2 separate regions of the Mus musculus genome follow, and region 1 is linked to region 2. The links are chromatin contacts, called in public HiChIP or PLAC-seq maps. All regions are on one chromosome and are shown on one strand. The core of a region is the stretch at or near the end of the contact, and the rest is flanking DNA. Distances in the headings are between cores, read along the strand shown.

Region 1 (7,526 bases), core at 3,500-5,999, 170 kb before region 2:
CTTAATTTGACACAAATCCTATTCTTGTCTCCATCTACTCCAAGAATAGGAAGTTAAGATTGCCTAATCCTCCTAGGAGGATGAACTCTAGTTGTCTGCACACATTCAATGTTTTCAAATCCAACTCTTCCAGATTGCGATGCTTACCAGCTTGGAGTAAAAGGAATGTGGAAATAACAAATGTTTGTGGGAAGAACAGAGTGGAGATTTCAGACTCTCATGAGAACCCTCTAGAACTAAGCCTATATTTCTGAGCTGGTTCTCTCAGAGGAACCTGGTCCCTCTGCAATACAAGCTGTGTGTCTATGTTTGTGACAGTATTTCCTATCTGCCCCAGGATGCTGAGAGGGTGGGGTTCTGGAACAGAACCCTGAGGAAATCGGGAGCAGGCCAAGAGGAGCAGAAAACACTTCACCTGTGAAGGTCTGCATGAACAAGGGCCTTCACTGATTTTCTTACTGTGAAGCCATAGCAGGGCAACATTTATAAGCAAAGATCAGAACCCAATTCTTGGACCGCTGTGTCTCAATAAGGCACGGTGGCACCCACTTGTGATTCCAGCACCAGCCTGGGCTCCAGTAGCAAGGAGCTCAGATCTGAGTAGGTATCCAAGCCCCTCCTGACATAGTTCCTACAAAACAGGCACTTGGGAACTCAGCAGAAGATGTCATCACGCTCCAGTGTGTCCCTGGATATATACTTTCTTGAAGCTTAACTTTGGATTCCAAGTGTGCTGTTTTACAATCCACTCTGCTAAAGTATCTGTTTCCTGAGAAGTGTTATGAAACAATCTTACATTTGCCTGCTTATCACCAGGGACCAGGACTGCGGGAACCTGTAATGATACCCATTGGCCAGAGACTAAGTTAGTAATCTTAATTTTGAGCTCTGCAGAGGTACTGTCCATCTAACAGGCCCAGAAGGGCTGGAATTTCTGAGGAAGCCTTGGCCTTGCTTCCGTCTAGATTCCCCTCCCTCTGCCCCTCCCATGAGCCAGTCATATTTTCTTAGGAATGTGGCCAAGAGCTTGGAACCCAGCCAGAGGTTCACAGTGCCTGCCGCCTGCACCGTCAACCAGAACAGTTGCCCAGTGTGCACCCTGAGAAGTCTGGGCTTCAGTAACTGCTGACAGCACCCAGCACTCTGTGCCAGACTACGGCAAGCCTCAGGTGAAGCCCAGCTACACACTCGAACCCTGAAACTTCCATTAACCAGGAGCATAGCTTGACTCAGAGCCTGACCCTGAGGAGGGGGCTGGGAGGGGGCCTACCAGAGTTGGAAAGCCCAGATACATGGTAGCAAGAACCTTATCCAGTGGTCTAGTATCTGCCCTGGCTTCAAGGGTTCCTGAACACACAGGTTCCTCAAGGGCTAGACCCAACAGAGGAGCCACTGTACCCAGACGGCCCTTTACCTAGTCCCTCTCAGCCCATCAAGCAGTACACATGGTCACTAATGAAGCCACTACACACTTCTGTTTTAAAACTGTTTTGACATAATTTATTGTGTAAAGCTACATCTAAGAATAAATATGTTTAGGTAAATAAATGCTAACACTTTTGTATCCATAGCAAAGTTTGAAACCTATGAGTGTGAGGATAGGGCTCTGGGCAGAATGCCATTAAAACAAGTGTGGTAAAATGTGTTTAAAGTGACTACCTGAGCCATGCGATGCTTAGATCCACCACAAACCCCATGCTGCATCATCACCAGCTACACAAGATCTTCACCATGCAAAGTGGACTGTCTGGTAACCACCAACTCCACCTCTCCCCTCAGCTAGCCCCTACCACTCGGCTTCATCATTCTCATTTTTACCAAGTTAAGATCCCATGAAAGTGAAGTCACATGGTGCTTGCTTCGCTGACTTCTTACTGCACTTGGCACAATGCCCTCAGGTTTTATCTACAGAGTAGCACTTCAGACAACACTTCTCTTTTTTAAAGGCTGACTAATACTCCACAATGGAGAGAAACAGCTTGTTTATCTATTCACCCCTGTACAGCATCTGAGGTGCCTCTACCTCTAGGTGATAATGAGTAGTGCTGCTATAGAGGGGAGGGAGGAGGAGAGATGGAGAGAAGGGAGGGGGTGAGGAAGGGAGTGGGTAGGGACTGGGAGGGTTCTCTTCAAGACCCTGCTTCCTGTATTGTGTGGTGAGTCTTGTGGTCTTAGACTTCACGTCCTGCCAATTTAAGGTTTTACTTTTTGCAAGATGTTCTCCAGCCGGGCGTGGGGGCTCACGCCTTTAATCCCAGCACTCAGGCAGAGGCAGGCGGATTTCTGAGTTCCAGGCCAGCCTGGTCTACAGAGTGAGTTCCAGGACAGCCAGAGTTATACAGAGAAACCCTGTCTCGAAAAAAAACAAAACAAAACAAAAAAACAAAAAAAAAACAAAAAAACCAACCAAACAAACAAACAAACAAACAAACAAAAAACAGAAAAAGAAAAAGAAAGAGAGAAAGAGAGAACGAAAGAACGAAAGAAAGAACGAAAGAAAGAAGTGAGCCATCCCTGGTTGGGGCGTGTTCTCACTGCGCTTTTGAATAGGTTTCCCTGGTGATTAACAGTTCTGTGCATATTCATGAGCTCACTGGCTGTTTTCACCTTTCTTTGAGAAGATGTCAATGTAAGTGTTTTGTCCATTTTTAAAGATTGAGCTGCTTTTGTAGGTCCCAGGCCATCCTTTATCTGTTCCTCCGAGAAACACAGAGATGGCTAACCAAGGTCAAGTTCTCAACAGATAAACAAGCCAATACTACAAGTGGAATACAACAAAGCAATAAAAAAGCACAATAAATACAGCAAGCTGAGAGTACAGAGTGAAGAGCCCCATGTTCACAGACCTGGTCACCAGGTCACAGTTCCACAGGGAGCTTGGTGGTCACCAAGGCTGGAAAAGTTTGACCCAAAGACTTCACAGGGAGTTTCTCCTTGGGTAGTGGAATGGCTGGGCACCCTGACTGTGGTAGGGTTAAATAAGATCTGCTTATGTTAAACACAGTTTTACAGTGTGAGGTTTAGAGCATTCTCACTCAGAAGAAAGCTCTCTTTGCCCACACAGACCTGGCTATGTTGAAGCACCACTCCTGGGATGCTAACAACACTCAGGGCTTCATGAGGACTGCTACTTGAACCAAGTCTGGCTGAACTAGGAGACATGAAGTCCTAAAGAGCCAAAGTGTTCACAAATGCTCCATCACTTAGGAGGGGGGATTCACAGCAAGAGATAGCATGTGAGTATCAAGTTTCCTTGGGGAATGACCATCCACACTTGCTCCAGCAGAGCAGACCCTACACAGACCCACAGCCTCCTTTCACAGAGGAGACATAGACAATGTAGAGGATCTACAGCACTAGGCCCATTCTTTGCACTGTCTGGAAACATCCGTTCCCAGCCTAGTGGTGATAATAACCTTCACATTCTGTGATGACCTCTCTGTCATCCCATTAAGCTGGGACCTGAGGACTTTGGCTACTGTACAGTGCAGGTTCCTACCCCAGCTCCTATGCTTCAAACACAACAGCTCCTACAAGCCTGTTTAGGGTAACGAAGAGAGACAAGGCCAGACCATGCAGAACAGCATGCTTTTGATCCCGGCCTTTGGTTCTGGGATGACCTCAGAGAACTAGTGTGTTTAAGCTTCTGGACAAGTCCAGGCAGAAGCTCAGACAACTGAGGGAATGCTAATGAGGAGAAAGGTCCTGCAGCTCCAAGACCCAATGATGAGCGTCAGGGCTGAACAGCTTCATCTCCTGGAGACAGTTCAGTGCTTTGTGCCTGAGGCATGTGCTGGCCCAGGAAGACGTAGAACAGAGCAGGACACGGGATTCCTGAGTCTGTGTAGCTGGGACAGGTAACCTTGGGAGGAAAATACAGGGCACGGATTCCCCTGACAGGGCACTAGAGTCATTTGTAAATTACCTGTTACAGAGATCTGAATGATCAACAGCATGGCCAGATGTGTGACTGAACACAACGAGAGCCCGCTCCTCTTGGCCTGCGGCCTAACTATAACCATCCCTAACCAATTTTTAACCTTGGGAGTCGGTCTCCCAAAAGAAGCAGGGGAAGAGGGGCTGGGTGTGGCCCAGTGGTAGAGTGTTCAACTTCTGTGAGGTCCAGGGCTTCATCTCCAGCACAGAGACTCCAAAGCATCACAAGAGCCAGGGACCTCCCTTTCCTCTGAGGATTGAAGTACGAAATATCAACATTTTTAAATACATGATATCTTAGGGCAGAAGGGCCTTAAATAAGAATGAGCCTCATGTCCACTCTGCACTTCTCAAGTGTTCAGACTTAGCAAGAACCCTGAAGTATCAGAAAGCTTATAGACGATTTCCTTCACACTATATGGCAGACCCACGGAAATGAAGAAATCTCACAGCTCACAGAGCACTGACTTCACTGCACTGAGGCAGTCCTGGGGTCCCAAGGAGAATGGATCTTCTTGTAGCCCCTGCTCAGGCTCTCTCCACCTCTACCAGAGAGGGATATATAGGAACGGCTCAGCTTCCTGCACACAGGCACTGGCTAATGGATCCCTGGACTTCTGGAGGGCAGGCTGCTAGGTACTCGGTGACACCCCCAGGGCCACTCCACTCCCAAGCTGCTTTTCTGCAGGGTTCCCAGCCCTTCCGAGCTGAGGACCCAGAGGCTGATTTGCAAGTCTGTAGGCAGATGTGTGGTGTTAGTCCTGTGGAGATGCAGGAAAGCCCCAGGGGAGTCCCAAGCTGAGCAGTTTCCAAGCCAAGGTCATAGTGGTGCCTCTGAGCCACCCCTGTGACTCAGCAGACCAGTCCTGAACCCAGGGTCTAGATACAAGGGGGCAGGGAAGGGAAAAGCAGGTTCCCTGCAGTGTGTGCCTACAGGTCAGGTACCTCCCCTAACACTACCTCCTTTTCCACAGCTGTCAACTGGTCCCAAAGCCTGCTTACTCTTTAGTAAGAAGAGAATCAAGCAAGCGCCTGTCTGTCTGCAGTACAGTGTCTGGCACAAATGAGAAAGTGAACACTAGTCACCACCTCCCTTACCTGGAACAATGTTGTGTAGCCCCAACACCTTAGGTAAGACAGAGTCAACAAAACCTAAAGTAACAAAAGAGGCTTGTATCTGTGCAACACTTGGGAAGCTACAGAGGCCTCCGCATACATCTGTGGGCTGAGGAGTTGAGTAAGAACATCTGCTGCTCAAGCATGAGGACCTGAGCTTGGGTCTCTGGCACCCATAGAGAAGGCCAGATGTGGCCCAGGTGCAAACCTAGGACCCCGTGGGGTTGAGGGAGTAGAGAGGGAAGATCCCTGGGGCTTGCTGGCTGTCAGCCTCACTGCAACACCATCAGCACGCCCAATAACTGGGAACAGAAGGCAGAATGGCCAGGTGTGTTTTTGGTTAGTCTCAGTTGTATAGTGAATTCAAGACTAGCGTAGGCTACGTGGTCCCCATCTCAACAGGGCACAGGAGTAAGCACCAGTGACTCCAGTACTCTATAAAGCCTGAGGCAGGAGGACTGCTGTAAGTTTGAGGTCAGCCTGTGTTACACAGTGGGTTCAAGGCCAGTGTAGGATACACAGCAAACCCCTATCTCAAAAAGGAAACAGGAAGGGAGAAAGAGAGGGGGTGCAGCTGGGGGTGGGGGTGGGGAGTAACTTCTCCCAGGCTCCAGGCCCTCCCTGTACAGGACAGTTTCTTCTCAAGCTGTCTGTTGCCCTTCATCCACAATCCTGGAGCAGCCACCTCTCGGGCAGAGGGGTGCCTGGAAACATATAAGTCAAGCTTTGCCCACATCACAGAGCTAAGAGACGGGTACCCTCAGAACCAGTGAGACCTGGGGAAGTAGTGTGCACGCCTGTGGGCTTTTACCTCTGCCCCACTCTCTGTATGAGTGTGCATTTTAACTGCTCCAGATCTCCAAGAACAGCCTGTAGCTTGGAGTACTCCACAGAACAGTACAGTACCTTTCCTCCACTCTGGGGATGAAGTCACATGTGTGGAATGCTTTCGGCAGAGCCTGGTACTGGCACGTGGTGAATGCCTAATGACTGTTAGCTGCTACTATTATTTTTACTTACTGAAAGGAAGGGCTGAGAGACATCAATTCCAAGGCCCCACACAATCATCCATTTATCTGTTCATAGCCAGCCACTTGACGGAGGACAGCCACATGGGACTATCTATAACTAGCAAATAAATACTGCCATTGATTCTAATCAGGAATCTCCTTTGTTTGTTTCAGGTCAGTGAAGTGCACGGTACCTCAGCTGTTCTGCCTTTTCCCTCCACACGCACCTCCCAGAACCCTGAACATCGCCCTCCTGCTCTGCCTCACTTTAATCCTTATTACATTTATTTGTGTTTCAGAGGACACATGGCACACATGTGGAGGTGTACAACTTGTAGGAGCGAGTCTCTCCTTCCACCACTGGGAGGGACTGAACTCATGATGTCAGACTTGGAGACAAGGACCTTTTACCTGCTGAGCCATCTTGCTGTGTGCCTGGAAGCCATACCTGCCAGACTACAACAATGGCAAGCATTTCTAAAAGTTATAAAGTGGGGGCTGGAGAGATGGTTCAGTGGTTAAGAGCACTTACTGCTCTTACAGAGAACCTGGTTTCAGTTCCCAGCACCCACATGGCAGCTCACAACCAGTTCCAGGGTATCTGACACCCTCTTCTAACTTCTATGGGCTCATGCATACATGCAGTGCACATACGTGAGTTCAGGTACACACACAGACACACAAAATATTTTTGAAACTACAAAGTTAAGTACTGAAATGGACTCTTGTTCTGAGCCAGCAGACTCCATTTCCATGCTTTCAAAGTAGGGTGGAGCTCTGACCCAAAACTTAATTGGTAGTGAAATGACTGTGGTTCCAGCAGGCAGGGGCGAGCAGAGAGTCATTTAGGGCCAATGGATGCAGTGGGCTAGCTAGAGGGGCAGAAATGTGTTCGGTAGGGAGCATAGAGGACTCTGCATTGTGTATCGGACAATAGGGAAAAGGCTGAAGGAGGAATTACCACCACAGACCCAGGATGTCTAGGCCACCAGGCCAGCCTCCCACTACGTCTCGTGTAAGACACTCAGGCCCCATGTCAGAAACAAAAGGGAGATAGAGTCCACCTTCTCCGGCCCCTCAGGACAGCAGGTACCTCCAGCCACCCATAAATACAGCTGAGAAAGGCTCCCAAAGAATGTTCTAAGGACAACTGAAAAGGCTTAGCAAGCAGCCAGCAGGGCACCTACTAGGGACTTGTTATGGGTAGCAACCTGCACAGGTTGGTGGCCCCACTGCTGGTAAAGGCCAGCACAGTCATTGCTCTATGAGGGGTGATCACTACCCGGAATTCTTCGCTCCTGTGCAGAGCAAGCAGTAACTAAAACAGGGGCTCGGAGTGCATGCTGCCAGGCTACATGGGTCCCTGCCTTACCCTGGCCTAACACTCTGACAACATGTTCTTTCTCCTGCAATGGGAGGCTTGAACTTAGGGTCTTATTTTTGTTCTTTGTTTTGTTTGGTTTG
Region 2 (7,676 bases), core at 3,464-5,963:
CACAAAACATGCTCAAGAAACACTTGGTTTCATTTAAACTGGAAAGATTTAATCAGACTGAATCAAAGAAAAAAAAAGAGATCACAAAAGTGAATCGAATCTTTTCTTGTAACTGTTTCTACTGCAAGTCAAAGCTTCAAATCAGAAAGTGTCACCTAATAGCAAGTGCAGAACAGTGAGGCTGTCCCTTCCTGACAGTAGTGACGAGGGGCAAATGGGTTAGGAGGAGGCAGAACTGGGGTGAAGATGGACAGGCAGAACTCAGTTTCCATTGCTGCAAAGAGACACCACGACCAAGAAAACTCTTATAAGGACATTTAACTGGGGCTGGCTTGCAGTTCAGAGGTTCAGTCCATTATTATCATGGCAGGAACATGGCAGCATCTAGGTAGGTACGGCACTAGAGGAGCTGAGAGTTCTGTTTCTTGATGGGACTGCAGACAGGAAAGACTGTCTTGCAACAGCAGGAGCAGGATCTTAAAGCCCACACCCACTGTGACATACTTCCTCCAACAAGGCCACACCTCCTAGTGCCACTACTAGTGCCACTCCCTGGGCCAAACATATTCAAACCACCGCACTCAGTGAATTCCCAACTGCTCCTCCTAAGCCAACTCCCCACAAGTCTCAGAGGTCCCCACTGAAAATCACTCACCCTTCCCAGCACTTATCAACTCCAGCTGCTCCTGCTGCCAGAGCAGTCTCTCAGCAGACACTGACAAACAGCAATGTTAGGAGTCAAAGGCACCCAGGTGTTCAGTCTTCCTCTGCCCTCGACTTAGTCCTCTCTGGCCTTGGTTTCATATCTCACAAATAAGAACATCACCTACTTCCTTCCAGTTGTGAGGGATAAATACAGAGCTAACATCAGTTGCTCACTTTATACAAAACAGTTTTCCTCCCTGGCAAAAGTGAGATAGCCCGGAGACCCAAGAACAGCCTGAGAACAAGGGAATCTTCCAGGCTTCTGTTCTTTCTAACACCTCACTCCATTCCTATTAGAAGGGAGAATTCCTCCTAGCATGGTACTTGGGAGAGAGGGCAGGCAGCTCACTTACGCAAGATCCTGCAGTGGGTTAGTGCAAGGTGTGCTAGAGTAAGCAGACCAGACTTCGGTTCAGATCTGTGCTGGGTCTCTTCACTGACCCCTCTGTACTGCACTGTGCTTGGGAAGCTGGCCCACACCAAGAGGACGCCAACTAGACTTTTGGTCAACAGCAAGTGCTGGCTGGGGAGCACTGGGCTGGCTAAAAGGCTGTAGAACTGCACTTCTCAGTGTCTGCTAAATCCCACCATCCAGTAGAGTCACAGCGGCATGGCAAGGTCACACGGACTGGGTGGCTTTGTCCCCACAGCAGAAAGGTGGCAGTAGCCAGTTCCTGCTCACCTTTGTGACAATCCCCACCCACACATCCTCTTCAGCTTACACACAAAGCATTAGGTGGAGGTCTCCTCTGGGGGATGGACCCTGATAGGTGATATCATGTGTACTATACCCATAGGCTTCTCTGCTCTTTACCTGTGTTTGGCCAAATGAGGTATCCTGGTTGTTGTCATCGTCATTATTATTATTGCTTTTGTGTGTGTGTGTGTGTGTGTGTGTGGTCAACTTGACACAAGCTGGAGTCATCTGGGAACAGATCTCAACTGAGAAAATGCTTCAATCAGATTGGCTTGTAGGCAAAACTGGAGAGTGTTTTCTCTATTAATGGCTGATATGGAGGGCCAGCGCACTGAGTAAGCCAAGGGGAGCAAGCCAGTAAGCGTTGCTCCTCCATGACCTCTGCTTCAGCTCCTGCCTTGAGTACCTGGCCTGATTTTCCTCAGTGATGGAGTGACCTGAGAGTTGTAAGCTGAAATAGACGGTTTTCTCTTTAACTTGCTTTTGGTCATAGGTGAAGCTCACTAGGACAGGAAGCCCGGAGAGGACGTGTGGGTGTGGGAGGGGAAGAGCAGTCAGATATATCCTACCTACCTGTGAAATCACCAGCAACTAGCTACACTGGGCAGGCCATTCAAACTGCCAGAAGCCTTCTCCGCAGTGTTCTGGCGATTGCCCTGGCTTTTAGCATTCTCCCCTCACACAGGAGGAAGGTCAGCAAAGCCTCTGCCCATTGAACAGAGCACAAGGTGCTGCTCAGGCCCTGGGGTCAACAGGCACCTGCTGCACAAAACTTCCTTAGCCACTCAGTCTCCTTCCAGACAGTGAAAAGTTCTTCCCACGTCAAACACAGAACACCAAAGCAACACCAAAATTCCATATGCTAGGGTATGAAATGAGGTGACCTAGATACTGAAGTTAACTGAAGGTAACAGCAATGTGCATGTTCTTTACTAATAACGAAGTGAAACTTTATGTATTCTGTCCCTTAATTAAGCAATATTCCATTAGCAGAATTTCCCTAGACTATTTAGCTGCGGATGTGGCTTTGTTTAGAAATCCACTTCATTCAAACAGAAGCAGCAGGTGAGAAGCAGGCCCCCAGGTCTGGTCTGTCTTCACCTTTACTCTCCCTGGACATCCTTCAGCATGCTAGGGATGGAACTTAGGGCTGTATAGGCTAAGCACTGACCTACCACTGAGCCCCACCCCCAACCCCATCCTTTCTTATGTGTTCTGATACCTCCAAGCTTTAGGTGGAGATATTCAACTTCTCTCTCAGACCACTGCCAAGTGCTAAACAGCTTCCCTCTAAGTTCACTGTCAAATTCACACGTGCCCCAAAATGTGATAAACATATCCACATGGTGGCACATGAGCTGACATTTATGTCTACATAGACAGAAAAACATAACCAGCAAATAAAACCCAGCAACTTTATACATACCATTTTGCTCAGCCATACAGCTACACAGGCTTAGTTTGAAAAGTTTTAATAAGTTTTTAAAGCAGATAATTCAACAACAGCTTAGCTGCAAAATAGGTTTGCTTATTTGTGAATTATTGTTTTTTTTTCCTTTGTTCTAGATGATTTTTCCCTTCAGTACCTTACAAAAGGTGTTCCCATACCTCCATTTGGAGGTATTGAAGGAGGAGAAATGGACAGGCATCCAGAAGAGGCTGGAGTGTTTAGCTCAGCAAGGCCAGGAAGCAAGGGCTGTGATAACTGATTACTGGGCAGCTGGACAGTGTGTCTGAGAATGTGGCGTGAGCATGCCAAGTGCTCAGGGAGAGGAAGGAAAGTAGCCCTGGCACTTGGCATACACAGCCATTCTGCCATGTTCTGAGTAGTTAAAAACTGCCAGAACACTGCTCTCGGTGGAACCATACCTAGGATTCTCCCATATGACTAACCAGGACAGACCTTGCTTAGTTTCTAAGATCAGATGAGATAGGGTGTGTTCAGGGCGGTATGGCTATAGACCAAACCTAGGATTCTATCTGACACAGGGAAATGGTGGACCCCAGTGCCTGAAACAGACTGACAGTGCATCCTTGTGGTAGTCTGAATGTGACTAGCCTCTATTGTAGAGTTTTGTTGTATTTTTTTCAAATTACTGTGGAGAGACACCATGACCGTGGCAACTCTTTTAAAGGAAAACATTTAATTGGGGATGGCTTACAGTCCAGAGGTTTCAACCTCATCATAGTGAGTAGCATGCTGGCACACAGGCAGACATGGTATTGGAGCAGGCGCTGAGAGTTCTACACCTGGAACCACAGGCAGAGAGAAATAGGGAGGGGGGGGAGGGAGAAAAGGAGGGGGGAAAGAGAAAGAGGGAGGAGGAGAGAGACTGAACCTGGTTTAGGCATTTGAAATCCCAAAGCCCATCCCAATGGGATGACACATTTTCTTCAAACAAGACCACACCTCCTAATGCCACACCTTAAACATTCAAATGAGTTTATGAAGGCCATTCTTATTCAAACCACCACAGCCCTGAAAGGCTCAGATATTTGTGTGTTTAGAAATCAGGTAGTAGCTATACTTGAGGGGTTAGGAGAAGCTGGCATGGCCTTGTTGAAGGAAGTGTGTCACCGGGGAGTGTGCTTTGAGGTTTCAGGTCCACTGTCACTCTCTCTTCCTGTGGCCTGTGGATCCTCCTTCTCCAGCACCATGTTTGCCTGCATGTTGCAAGCTCCCCACCATGATGACAATAGACTGAACTTCTGAAACTGTAAGCCAGCCCCAATGAAATGCTTTCTTTTGTAAGCGTTGCTGTAGACATGGTGTCTCTTCACAGCAATAGAACAGTGGTTAAAATAATCTACTGCAGGGGGATGGTGGCCTCGCCCAAACTTGTGGCTCACCAAGCTTAGAAATCTGTGGCAGTCTGTTAGATCCCGCATGAACGCTTACTGTATGTCAGAAGAGAATTAAGGTCACTCACTTGACCACCCACTAACCATGTCCCATACCCCTTAAGCCCCACCTATTGGTCCCTACATTTTCACTCTAAACAAAAAGGGGAGACCATCGCTTACAAGCAATGGGGGTTTAAAATTTTCTTTTTCTAGAAAAGAGAGAAAGAAAAATGGAAGAGTGAAGTAACTTGGAACCCAGATTATTTTTTATGATTTATCTGTTATTTTTATGTATGTGTATGTGTAGGTGTGTGTGTGTGTGAGTCCCTGCACCTGAGTGTAGCCAGCCTCAGAGGGCAGATACACTGGCTTCCTGGAGCTGGAGTTACAGGTGGCTATGAGCTGGCCAACATGAGTACTGGGAAATGAACTCTACTGTTCAGAACAGCTGAGTCATCCCTCCAGCCCCAAACCTAACTTCCTCCCCTCCACCCTCCTACCCCCACCCCCACCCCCGGGGACGGGGTTTCTCTGTATAGCTCTTGTTGTCCTGGAACTCACTCTGTAGACCAGGTTGATCTCAAACTCAGAATCTGCCTGCCTCTGCCTCCCAAGTGCTGGGATTAAAGTTGTGTGCCACCACCGCCCGGCCAAATCTAACTTCTTAAACTGTGAGGTTTCTAAAACAACCAAACGTAAATTCAAGATCAAATGTATCATGAATCTGAGGTGCTTTGGCAGCATTTGCCCATAGTACATCACATGACTTCACTGTAGCCTTGGGTCTGAACACACAACAGGGCACTTCACACTACATGTTCCCTTGTACCACACAAAAGCAACAAAGTGCCTAAAATACTGTGGGTCAGAATGAAGCCTCTGTATATATGGCTCACATATATGCATCGCTCACACTGCACACACAACGAGTTCCGCTCCTGTTTTCTTATGGAAGCGAAGACACTGTGTTCCTGCTGTCACTGCTTAGCCTGCACCAGAGTAGTTAGTTGTACACAGACTGCTGCGTCAGAACAAAAACTGCTCTTTGAGTTGCTGGCTTGACTTCTTAAAGAAAGAAGAGCATAGCATGAATGTTGGTGTGAGATTATGATGAGACTCCTCCTAACAATTCTGAAATGGTCCTAAAGAGTCTTCTGCCATTTTGTGTGATGCATTTCCGAGGAGAGGCACTCTCAGCACTGGTGACAATAAAGATGTCTATATGCTGCACCACTGCAGCGTCTCATCCTCGGCCAAGAAGGAACTGTTTATGTAAAATAAGCAAAGACACCCATTGAGCTGGCATGTAAATCTGCTTTCATCTTTAGTAAATAATAAAATTATACGCACAGCAAAGAATTGTTTTAAGGTAAACATGGCATTTTATCAGCAAAAGTCTGAAGAGCATGCTTATTTTATATATCTTCTGCTGAGGGTCATGAAAAGATTTCTCTGGTGAAAAGGAGTCAGAAAGCTTAAAAGTGGCGATAGTTTTAGGAAGCTGTGGTCCAGGAGATAAGACGGCCCTAAGTGAAAAGGCTTCCAGGAACAGGCCACAGCCCTCTCTGAGTGACAGGAAGGACACAGACAGGAGAGCCCCTCAGCTGTGTGGCCTGCGGCATACACATAAGTTACAACAGAAGCAGGGGGGGCTTAACTCAAGTTTCAAATTCACGCAGAATCCATTCTCCGACCAAAAATGACGCTACAAACCATTGGCAAGAATACATCAGAATTCCTTCCCAAGGTATCTGAAAATTAAACTGTAGACTCTGGAAATCACAGAAGCCAAAGAAGAAATCAAAAAGAAAATTAGAAAATAATCTTGAACTAAATGATAATTAAATCCATTGAAATGTGTGGCATGCAGGTAATGCCATGCTTAGGGGAACATTTCTAGCTTTCCAATACTTCTACAAGCACTGACTACCTAAGCTTTCATTTAAGAGTCATACAATGGAAAGCAGGTTAATTCCAGAGAAGCAGGAGAGTATTACAATACACATGATCAGAGTATTAGCAAACCTGTGACATGCAGAAGAGAGCAGTCATGACAATGACAACACTAGTAAGATTTACTCAGGAAGGAAGCAGAGACTTGGAATTTACCAGGAACAGGGACAAATTGGGGACAATGTTCAGATTCCAGAGTCGTCAAAAGTAGAATTAAGAGGATATTGTTAAATATTTCATGTCAATAAAATTGACAGCTAAGATGAAAGGGACCGCTTCAAAAGATGTAAGTTATGTGACAGACAGGAGAAGTAGTGATCTTATGTCCAGAGTGGGGTGCCTTTTAAAAAGCTCACTAAAGGAGCCAGCCCACCTAACCAGCAGAGCTGCTGAACAGGGAGGACAAAAAAGCAGGGTTGTGAGCAGGGGCTCAGGCTGCTAGAGGGAGTCACTCCAGCAGCCCTCCACAGACAAATCTGCTTTCTCATTTGCCCACAGGCTGTTCCTGCAACTTCCAAGGGCAGTGGCTTAAAAGTGAATTTGCTATTTAAAGAGAAACAAAACAACCCACCAGCAACACCCCCAAATCCTTCCAGAGAAAAAGCCCAGGCCAGGCTGCAATCAGTAACACCCCCCCCCCCCCAGCCATGCTCGGTTTGCAAAGACTCCTAGACTCCCAAGCAGGCACCGCCCACAGCAGTTTCTGCAGGACAAATCCAGTTTGGCCTATCTGCCCAGGGACTACAAAGAGTGTCAAGCACATCTGAATACAGGCAAGGGTTCTGACACACTTAGTTCTGCACTCCCAGAAAAGCACAGCAAAAGTCCCTTTACATGAACAAAGCAGGAAGGTGGCACACAGGGCATGAAGTTGGGTAGAATGAGACAGCTCCTGGGACTCAGCCCACAGGAGGAGAGCAGTGCTTAAGAACAGTCTTGTCCAGAGGGTGGTTCCGGATGAAGACCTTGAAACAGCACACCTGAAGTCTAGAATGCTGCACATATATGTGCACCCAGAGAGGACCTAACCCTGGACCCCAAGCAGCTATATCCTCTACTCCCCATACTCTCTTCCAGTTCATCTTGGCCTGAACACACAGGGCAGGACATTCACTGAGAAAAGCCCATCCTGGCTCTCCACACCCACTGTTACATTAGGCAAGTCACTGGCTCCTCCTCGTGCCAGTCTCCTATTGTTTGGACGAGATGATCTCTATGGTTCACTCTAGCTTTGGCCAATTCAACATGTACTTCTTAAGAGGTTACTGCATGCAATTACACACCTTTCAAGACCCGTCCATCTCTGAATGGTAATTACTGTAGAGAATTCATTTAACCGGAACCCCCCATTCCTGACCTTTGGGAGTGAAGTTATCAGACTTAATGGGCTTTAGTAAAATCTGTTAGTGTTTCTAACAGCAGGATTATCCCCAGGACAGCTCTAGTACAGAGCACAGTGCCTTCGGTGATCTCGGGC

The links. HiChIP or PLAC-seq counts read pairs in DNA pulled down with a chosen protein or histone mark.
Region 1: an H3K27ac HiChIP or PLAC-seq map of embryonic stem cells shows a contact between it and region 2, with 6 read pairs. The contact joins two enhancer-like sites. A contact is called at or near these places in 2 of 115 datasets of contacts at active chromatin or transcription factors (bone marrow-derived macrophages and embryonic stem cells) and 1 of 9 other capture datasets (pancreatic islet).

What each region holds. Positions count from the first base shown.
Region 1 is chr2:29,626,789-29,634,314 of GRCm38.p6, reverse strand. The region is part of intron 1 of Rapgef1 (Rap guanine nucleotide exchange factor (GEF) 1); the gene reads right to left. Among named protein-coding and RNA genes, the nearest start is that of Rapgef1, 11 kb to the right of the region's middle. Within about 2 kb of position 4,749, at least 139 of the 459 cell types and tissues checked have an H3K27ac peak or open chromatin away from gene starts, as enhancers often do. A contact at or near this core is called in embryonic stem cells, where this site is marked.
Region 2 is chr2:29,454,883-29,462,558 of GRCm38.p6, reverse strand. All of the region lies in intron 3 of Med27 (mediator complex subunit 27), which reads right to left. Among named protein-coding and RNA genes, the nearest start is that of Mir133c, 17 kb to the left of the region's middle. Within about 2 kb of position 4,713, at least 42 of the 459 cell types and tissues checked have an H3K27ac peak or open chromatin away from gene starts, as enhancers often do. A contact at or near this core is called in embryonic stem cells, where this site is marked.